2 separate regions of the Sus scrofa genome follow, and region 2 is linked to region 1. The links are chromatin contacts, called in public HiChIP or PLAC-seq maps. All regions are on one chromosome and are shown on one strand. Each heading gives the region's core, a stretch centred on a gene start, on an enhancer-like site or on the middle of the called end of the contact. The rest is flanking DNA. Distances are from core to core; before and after follow the strand shown. Region 1 holds the start of LOC110259698. Region 2 holds the start of FNIP1 (folliculin-interacting protein 1).

Region 1 (4,675 bases), core at 810-3,309:
TCAGCATGTTTTCAAATACTGGCCATTTGGATACTCTCTTTGTGAAGAATCTTTCTAGGTCTTTTGTTTTTTATTGTGAGAATATTGAAAAAAACTTGTTTTATCATGGCTTGTCTATCACAATCTTGCTCAATTCACTAATTCTAAGTTTTTAGATTCTTTTGCATAGTCTACTTTCTGGAATTTTTAGACAGTGAGCTGAGGTCATAGGGCTCACTTCTTATGTTCTCGAGGATTCCTGTCCTTCAGTATCAGTATCCAGGGTCATAAGTGGCATTGTTTATATATATCGTCTGCTTTTTTAGTTGCTTTAGGCAGGAAGGTAAAGTGCTAGTTGCTCCATCTTGAGCAGAAGCGTAAGTTCACATATAGAATTTTAATACAACTCTTGTAAGTAAATGAGAGCAAACACAACACTCTACGCCCTCCCCACCCCAGTAGTCAGTAAGGACATAGAAGATTGCAACAACACAACTAACACACTTAATCTCATGGACCTGTATAAAACACTGAATTAGCAACAACTGCAAAATATACATTACTTCTGGGCGATCCTGGAGCATTTATCCAAGTTGACTATATGTTAGGCCATAAAGGAACTATTAACAAATTTCAAAGAATTGAACTCATATAGACAAGGCTCTCTGCAGCAGATTTAAATGAAAAATTGGTAACAAAAATTTAAAAATTTGTAAGTTAAAGAATTCCTACCAGAGTTCCCACTGTGGCTCAGCAATAACTAAACCGAATAGTATATGTGAGGATCCGGGTTTAATCCCTGCCCTTGCTCAGCAGGTTAAGGATCCGGTGTTGCTGTGAGCTGTGGTGTAGGTTGCAGATGTGGTTTAGACCCGCTGTGGCTGTGGCTGGCAGCTCTGATTAGATCCCTAACCTGGGAAGTTACATGTGCGGCCCTAAAATGCAAAAAAAAAAAAAAAAAAAAAAAAAAATTCCAGTAACCCAGTGGAAAGCAGAAATTATTTTGAACTGAATGAAAATGTAGATAAGAATGTCGGAACCTTTTGGTTGTTTATTAAAGTTGTACTTGACGGGAAATTGTATAGCCTTAAGTGCATGTGTTAGAAAAGTAGAAAGGATAAGCTATGAGATCCTGCTGTGTAGCACTGGGAACTGTATCTGGTCACTTATGATGGAACATGATAATGTGAGAAAAAGAATGTATGTATGTTCATGTGACTGGGTCCCCTTTCTGTACAGTAGAAAATTGACATAACACTGTAAACCAGCTATAATGGGAAAAAAATAAAAATCACTAAAAAGCAGAAAGGCTGAAAATGAGTTAGCTAAACATTCTTCTCAAGAAACCAGAATAATAAATAGCAAAATAAATTTAAATACATGGAATTAAAAAGGGAGGGCTGCCTAACAAAGCAGTAAGTTCTCTTGAAAGACTAATAAGGAGTTCCTGCTGTGACACAACAGGATTGGCGGCATCTCTGCAGCTCCAGGTCATGGGTTCCGTCCCCAGACGAGCACAGTGATTTGAAGAAGCCAGTGTTGCTACAGCTGCAGTGTGGGTCACGCCTGCAGCTCAGATCTGATCCCTGGCCCAGCTCAGATCTGATCCCTGGCCCAGGAACTCCTTGTGCCACAGGATGGCCAAAAAAGAAAAAAAAAAATGTTGAGTCTGTCATTTGAAAGCCTTTCCACAAAGAAAACTTAAGTCCTGGATGGCTCTATCTGCAAGTTATACCAGACACTTAACAGAAAAATAACACTGATGCTACATAACAAAATCTCAGAATGGTAGGGATTTCTTAAATAATACCCTCAAAGAAAACACAAATAATGAAGGAAATGATTGGTTTATTTGACTTAAAAACATGTTCATCAGGAAACACCATTTCAAAGAATAAAAGGCCATGGAGTTGAAACATGTAATACATATCCCCCTGTAAGGACAGGTAACCAGAATATATAAAGTACTTCTTTAATATTTCTTTATTGCATAGTTGATTTACAAGGTTAATTTCTGTTGTACAACAGAGTGATTCAGTTATATAATATATTATATATATATACACACACACATACACATTCTTTTTCACATTATTTTCCATTGTGGTTTATCACAGGTTATTGATATAGTTCCCTGTGCTATACAGTAGGATCTTGTTATTTTTCTAAGAAGCTAAAGTATATCAGAAAAAAGAAAAATAGCACCCAGTAGAAAAGTGAGTAAAAGAATTACGCACTTCATAAGAGGGGAAATTGTCCAATAACCATGGAAAGGTGCTTAATCCCATTATGTAAATCCAATTATGAAATAAATTTGTAATTGATGATAAGGTGTTAGCTATGCTGCCTTCTCTTTGGAGTGTGGGTGACACTTGATCTTGGGCCAAAAGCTATCCTTTGGATAAAGCAAGAATAGGGCTAAGTGGGGAAGTTGTAGTAAAAAATGCACTGGGGCCGCCAGGTGGCGCCATGCTGCAATGAGACTCCTTGTGGAATCCTTTAAAAAGGTGAGAACAAAACAATGTTTTATATATAAATTTACTAATTTTTAATTTTAAATGTATTTTAGGTTGTGACTTGTTAAATTTAGCAATGTGAGTTAAGGTTTATAATGTGATAATTTGATATACTTAACACATTGTGAAGCGATTACCACAGTCAAGGCATATATCATCGCATTAGTTATCTTTCTTTATAGTGAGAACACTTAAGATCTGCTCTATTAAGACATTTCAAGTTTATAATATTGGAAAATAGTTCCTCAAGAAATTGAAAGCAGAACTACTATATGATCCAGCAGTCCCACTTCTTGGTATATATCCGAAGGAAATGAAATCATCCTTTCAAAGAGATACCTGCCCTCCTGTGTTCATTGCAGCCTTATTCACAGTAGCAGGATATGCAAACTAAATGTCCATTGATAGAGGAATGGATAAAGAAAATGTGTGTGAATATGTAAACAGTGTTTTCATTTCTTTTGCAAGCTTACCTTCCTCAAAATTCTTGCTAAATAATGTAGTTCCTCAAAAACAAAGAAGAGCAAAGTAGTTTCTTAACCATCTTAACAGATATGTCTGCAGCCCACAGTGAAATATCTCAGAAGACTTTCTCACAGAGGTAATGAAAAGGAAGCATTTCCAGGAGTTCCCACCATGGCGTGGTGGGATTGGTGGCATTTCTGGAGCGTTGGGACATAGGTTCCATCAATCCCCGGCCCAGAGCAGTGAGTTAAGGATCCAGCATTACCTCAGCTGCGGGATAGGTTGCAACTGCAGCTCAGATCTGGGAAATCCATATGCCAGGAGTGGCCATAAAAAAGAAAATAAGTTAGTTTTAAAAAAGGAAGCCTTTCCAGTTAGAAAAGATATAATTTTAGACATTCTGTTTGCGTGATCTTCAGAGATAAAGGTTAGTATGGATACACCTATTTCCTAATACAGTGTTTTTGCATTTGGACATTAGATTTGCAATTTTAATGAATGGGTCTTTTGCAGGGCTCCCGAGGGAAATCTAGAAAACACAAATGGCCCAACTCTGAACAGGATTGAAAAGCAGGTAATATATCTAAGAGCTAATTAAATGGTCTGTACTGAACAACACGCTCCAAAGACTCCTAGCAGCTGCTCATTTGTTCTACCTGGTGTTATTGGCCTTTTTAAATTTGATCATTTTCGCGGGTATGTAACGGTATTGTGGTTTTAGTTTTCATTTGCCTTATTGTTCATGGAGTTTGTCTCCTTTTCATATTTGTATCAGCCATTTGGTTTGCACTAATATGAAATGCTTTCTGAGTCTATTTTCTTCTTCTGGATTATCGATATTTATATTTTCTGGATATGACTCCTTCATCTGTTATGTCTGTGCTAGAGATCTCTCTCACCCTTTGGCTTTCATAGCCTTAATGCTGTCTGTTGGCGAAAACAACTTCTTAATTTTGAACTAGAAAAACCTATGCTTTCCCTTTTTGGTTAGTGCTTTGTTTGTGATCTGTTTAAGAAGTCTTTTTCTACTCCAGCGTATTTGTGTTATCTTTTAAATTTTTTTTTAATTTCGCTCTGAGGTATGTCTGGAATGTGTAGTGCGAGGTAGAAGTCAGGTTTTATTCTCATATCTGCAGATTGTTCCTGTACCCTTTATTGAAAAGATAAGTCTGTGTTCTCTTTTATCAGCCTGTTAGTTCTTCCATTCCCCAATACCTCCTTGTCTTAATTATTCTAGAACCATAATACGTACTGATATCTGATAAAGAAAGTTTTTTTCTGACACTGTTCTTTTTTTCAATAATACATAAGCTATTCTTGTATCATTGCATTTCCAAATGAATTTTACAACCAGTTTATCAACTTATACGCACACGTGCACACACAAACAATTGCAATTTTGAATGGGATTTTCTTGAAATTACATACCAATTTAAAGGAAATTAACATCCTCTTAAATTTTAGTTTTCCTATCTATGAAGCCAGTATATGTCTCCATTTATTTAGATTTTCTTTTGCTTTCACTGCTTTATTATTTTGGTTTAAGGGCTTTCCTATTTTTCATCTAAGATTTATTTTTAGGTGTTTGATGTGGGTTTTTTGTTATTTTTTTCTCCTGCTTTATGGAGGTGTATTTGACAAATCAAAAGTATATATGTTTTAGATGTATGTCTTAGTCCATTTGGGCTAATGTAACAAAATGCCATAGACTGGAT
Region 2 (4,637 bases), core at 844-3,343, 390 kb before region 1:
CTTGGTAGTATAAAAACAAAACAAAACTTCCCCAAATGATTGCTTCATTGACTGTAAGTCCATTTTCTCACTTAAAAACTTGCATTAATTTGCATTTTTGTTAACAAAAATTTCATTCTGTATTCGCATTTTGGAAGGAAAATATACATGGCTTTTTTTTTTGCCTCATTAGAAATCTTAAGTATCTGGGCCCTGAGAATTATCTTAAGTTTATAGGAGGCACAGTCTTGCTATTTTCAACTTCAGTTACTCAGTAATTCTGGAGCTTGGGCAATATAAGGAGTTACTTTGAATCCATCTTAACTTGAGCACCTCAAATGTCACCTCCTCAGAGAGACCTTTTCCACTCATTTCATTTTTTAATTCTCATTCATAACACTAACAGTTTGAGATTATCATTTCCTTATTTACTGTCTCCTTATATGGAATGTTTGCTCCACCTTTTTTGTTTACTTTGGATCCCAGTGTCAAGACCAGGGTCACGTAAACATTTTAGAATGAATAAATTATATTGCTAGTCTTTTTAGGGCTGTACCTGCAGCATATAGAAGTTCTCTGGCTAGGGTTGCAATTGGAGCTGCAGCAGCCAGCCTACACCACAGCCACAGCAATGCCAGATCTGAGGCACATCTGCCACCTATGTTGCAGCTTGCCCCTGCCGGGATCCTTAACCCACTGAGTGAGGCCAGGGATGGAACCCAAATCCTCATGGATACTAGTCGGATTCTTAACATGCTGAGCCACAATGGCAACTCCCTTTTTTGGGGTGGGGTGGGGTGGAGAATGTGGGCATCCATCAAAATTAATTTCTTAATCACTTATAAATAGTGCTTTTAAAATTCTTGTAACATTGAAACAGCATGTTATGTTATATGACCACTGAAATTCTTTGAGATGTTCTGCCTATTATTTTCTTCATTCTATATAAGATCACCTATTTTATAGAATAAACTATAGCTGCAAATCAGTGCGAGTTAGTAGCCACTTGAAGAGACAATTTGATTTGTATGCCTAAAATGAAATTCTCAACTATTTTAAGCTAACCTTCCAAACCACATAGCAGTAGTTTCCTGACATCCCTGTCAGAGAATTGCCACCCCGCGGTACAAAATTCCTTATCCTGGAGGGGCAGCAGGTGAATGAATAGTGGTGTTGAAAACATCTAAGAGCAATATGACCCAAACCCTGATAAATTTTGGATTAACCTACTTATTAGATTGTAAGATCATCTATGAGCAATGTTTTTCTTTTGAAAGGGTTCCTCCTATTAAACTCATTTGTTCAAATTCCACAGTTGCACTCTCTCTCCATACCTAGATATTAAGATTGAGCCTAAATCCTGAGCCTCTATGGCCAGCTCTTCCAAGAGGCTAATTCCTGGTACATCAGCGTTCGAGAAGCTATTGGAAACACGGAGGGCCGATGCGGGCAGTTTCTTGCCCAGGCCGTTTCTGCGGGGAGTACTGGCTTTGGCGAGTGTCTTAGCAGGGTCCTCAAGTGGACTGCATAAGCCAGCCCGGCGCTATCGAGCTCTGAGCTCATACCTCTCGCGGCCCAGCACGGTAGGGCCTACGGCCCTGGGTTTAAAGTCCAGGCCGTGCGGGGGTGGGGGCCAAGGGTACGCTCTCGCGCCTTGTCTGCTCCGGGGGCCGCGGTACTCTGCCAGGAGCAGATGGAGGTGTGAAGCCGCAAAGGCCAAGGAGGAGATGGCGGGGGAGGGTCGAGTACTCGTGGTGCCCTAAATCTCTCTTTGTCGTGGGTGCGGAGAACCTCTGCGCTCCAAAATGCCTGGCGTCGTCCCGGCGACACCCTGCCGTAGCCTCAGGTAGCAACCGAGAGCTTCACTGAGTAGAACCGGGACCCGCGCACACACCTCCTTCACTTCCCCAACCACCCGTCCGTTCCCCGCCCCTCCCCTCCGCGCACGCCCCGCTCCACGCACGCCCCGCCTCTTGAGCTGCCACGGGAGGCTATTCGGACGCCAGCCTATGGACGCCAGCCCCGCCCCGCGCCCCCGCCTTGCACCCTGCTCTGCGCGCCGCCACGTGATGCGGCTCACTGCCAGCCAATGGGCGCAGGCCTTGCCTCTCGCCCCGCCCCGCGCGCCGTGGCCGTTTGAAGTGACTAATTTCTGTCATATGACTGAGGCGCCTATGGGGGTGGCGGGGCAGCTCTAGGAGCAGGGGCCTGGCGAGAGCCTTGAGGAGCGACCCTGGCCTGGCCGTGGCCACCATGGCTCCTACGCTGTTCCAGAAGCTCTTCAGCAAGAGGAACGGCCTGGGGGCGTCTGGTCGGGATGCAAGAGACCCGGATTGTGCGTTCAGGTAGGCACTGCAGGGCGAGGGGCGCGAGGCCGATGGCCTGGTGGCCTCGGCTTCCAGAGGTGCTGGGGCTTTCGGTGTTCACGCTCGCGCGGTAGCGCCGCGCCAGGACCGGGATCTGAGCCGGCGGTCGGGAGGGGCCGAGCAGCTTTGTGCTGGAGTGTTCGAGCGAGCTCCTTTCTCCCCAACCCCCCAACCCCATGGCTGCCCCTTCCTCTTCGTCCGGGTGGGTTTGTTTACGCCTTGCTCGTCAGCCGCTCGCGGGTCTGCCCCACAGGACCGAGCATCGCGGCTGAGCTTAGGGTCCACACGCCTTCCTGGAGGCGCGTAGAGTTGGGCGCGGGCTGGATTGGACCTCAGCCGCCGTCCTCCGGGCGGAGTAGTTCTCCCCTCCTCCCCGTGCCCAGTCGTCCTCTGGGTGCTCCATTCCAGTTTGGTTGCTGTCGTGGAGAGAGCGGCACGTTTTGGCCAACCTTCCGAGTTTAGAGTAGGCTGTTTCAGTAGACAAGCTGCCATTCTTTCGCATTTCTTGTAAACCTAAATTGAAGGTGTGTAGATACCGGACCTAGTGGCCCTAATGTTACCGAAGGAGGGAGATACGTGAAACCTCAGAGGTTGTGGTTATTACTGACCAGAATGAGGCTGCGCTAAATCAAATGAAGCACAGCCATAGAATTGACCATCCTCTTGAGACTGTTACTAAAAATGAGTCTTTAAAGATTGAGACTGATAGCGACATATTTTGTGGTATTACAGGCTTTGTTAATTTTTGGTTGCAGTACCTGTTGCTGATAGGAAAACTTTAAAATTGTAAGACTTAATAATAAGCCTGAATTCCAGGTAAAATTTAGTTTCGAAACTTCTTTTGAAGATGAGATTATGTCTTCCAAACAGCCTTCATACTTGTTGCCGTGTGAAAGCTTGTGAATGTAACTAGGCTAAATGTCAAATATCACTCAATCTTGGTAGGGTAGCAAAGAGCCCAGTTGTACAGTAGTAGTAGGAAAAAATGAACATCTGTTAAATTTTGCAACACCCACAGTCTAAAATGACTGCACCACACTGGTTTAAAAGGTTTTGATAATCCTAAAATTATTCACTCTCGGTAATACAGGTCCCATTAATACATATTCAGTAAAGTAAAATTGAGGTATTAAATGGAAAGAAGTTTGACTTTTAGAGGAAGAAAAATGTAAATGGTGAACATCTTGGAACGGTGCTTCGAAAAGACAGTTATCTAGCTTTCGGTCCTTTCTACTGGGAAATAAATGTCTTGCCCTGTTCATCTAATGACTTTCTTTAAAGATTTCTTTGGTATTTTTATTTTGAAAAATGAAAGTGCAGTGTAGATCATACTACATTGAGCCATCTAGTAAGCCAAGGGTCAGTAGAAAGTAAGTTCAGGAGGGATATTAAAATATTTGAAGAGGCATTCTATTTCTGAGCAAAGATTCACTTTGGGGTACCCAAGTTTCCAAGCATCTCAAGTCATTGTTTTGAAAACAAAACAAAACTGTTTTTTGAAAATGTAAGTATTCTGTATGGTTGTGTAATACTACTTCAGAGTTGCTCAAGTGCTTTCTCATCGGTTATCTCATGTGATGTTTCACAACAACCTTGTGAGATAGGGCAAGTAGCAGTGTAGATAAATACATGATACTTCTTCCAGTGAAATTAAGAATTATGTGTAAGCACAATAACTGCAGAATAGTATGGAAGTTATTACTTTAAAAAATGTGTGGAAGTGTACATTTGAGAAGATGAAAACTAGTAACAACACACACCTAATAACTTGCAAATTTAATCAACCCAAGTTTTTTTTTAACATCTTCATTGAGCTGTAATTTACATGCAGTGAAATTGAGCCATTTTAAGTGTATAGTTATATGAATTTTGCTATATGTATTCAGTTGTGTACCCCTCACTTCAGTGAGGTTTTAGAACATTGCAACACCCCTAGAACCCCTCATGCCCCTTTTCTGTCGTTCCTTAACCCCTCCTGCCCAGGGCAATCACTGATCCGCTTTTTGTGTAATTACAAAGGTTTTGACTTTTCTAGAATCTTTTGTGTCTGGCTTATTTTAATTCTTGATGATTTTGACATTCATCCATGTTTTGCATTTATCAGTAGTTCCTCCCATTTTATTGCTGAATAGTTTTCCATTGTATAGGTACACCACAATTTATTTATCCATTCCCTGGTTGGGAAACATTTGGGTTGTTTTCAGATTTGGGCTATAAGGAACAATGCTGCTGTGAACATTTGTGAACAATCCTTACCCAGAAATAGGTTTTCATTTCTCTAGGAGTGGGATT

Evidence for each region. HiChIP or PLAC-seq counts read pairs in DNA pulled down with a chosen protein or histone mark.
Region 2: a contact with region 1 is called in an H3K27ac HiChIP or PLAC-seq map of alveolar macrophages. The contact joins the promoter of FNIP1 here to the promoter of LOC110259698 in region 1. A contact is called at or near these places in 1 of 5 promoter capture datasets (fetal liver) and 2 of 2 datasets of contacts at active chromatin or transcription factors (alveolar macrophages and skeletal muscle).

Annotation. Positions count from the first base shown.
Region 1 is chr2:133,701,599-133,706,273 of Sscrofa11.1, reverse strand. LOC110259698 reads left to right here and starts at 2,059. Exons shown (of 6, transcript XR_002342086.1): 1 at 2,059-3,387; 2 at 3,474-3,534.
Region 2 is chr2:134,090,864-134,095,500 of Sscrofa11.1, reverse strand. FNIP1 (folliculin-interacting protein 1) reads left to right here and starts at 2,093. Exons shown (of 18, transcript XM_021085414.1): 1 at 2,093-2,324. The coding sequence starts at 2,233.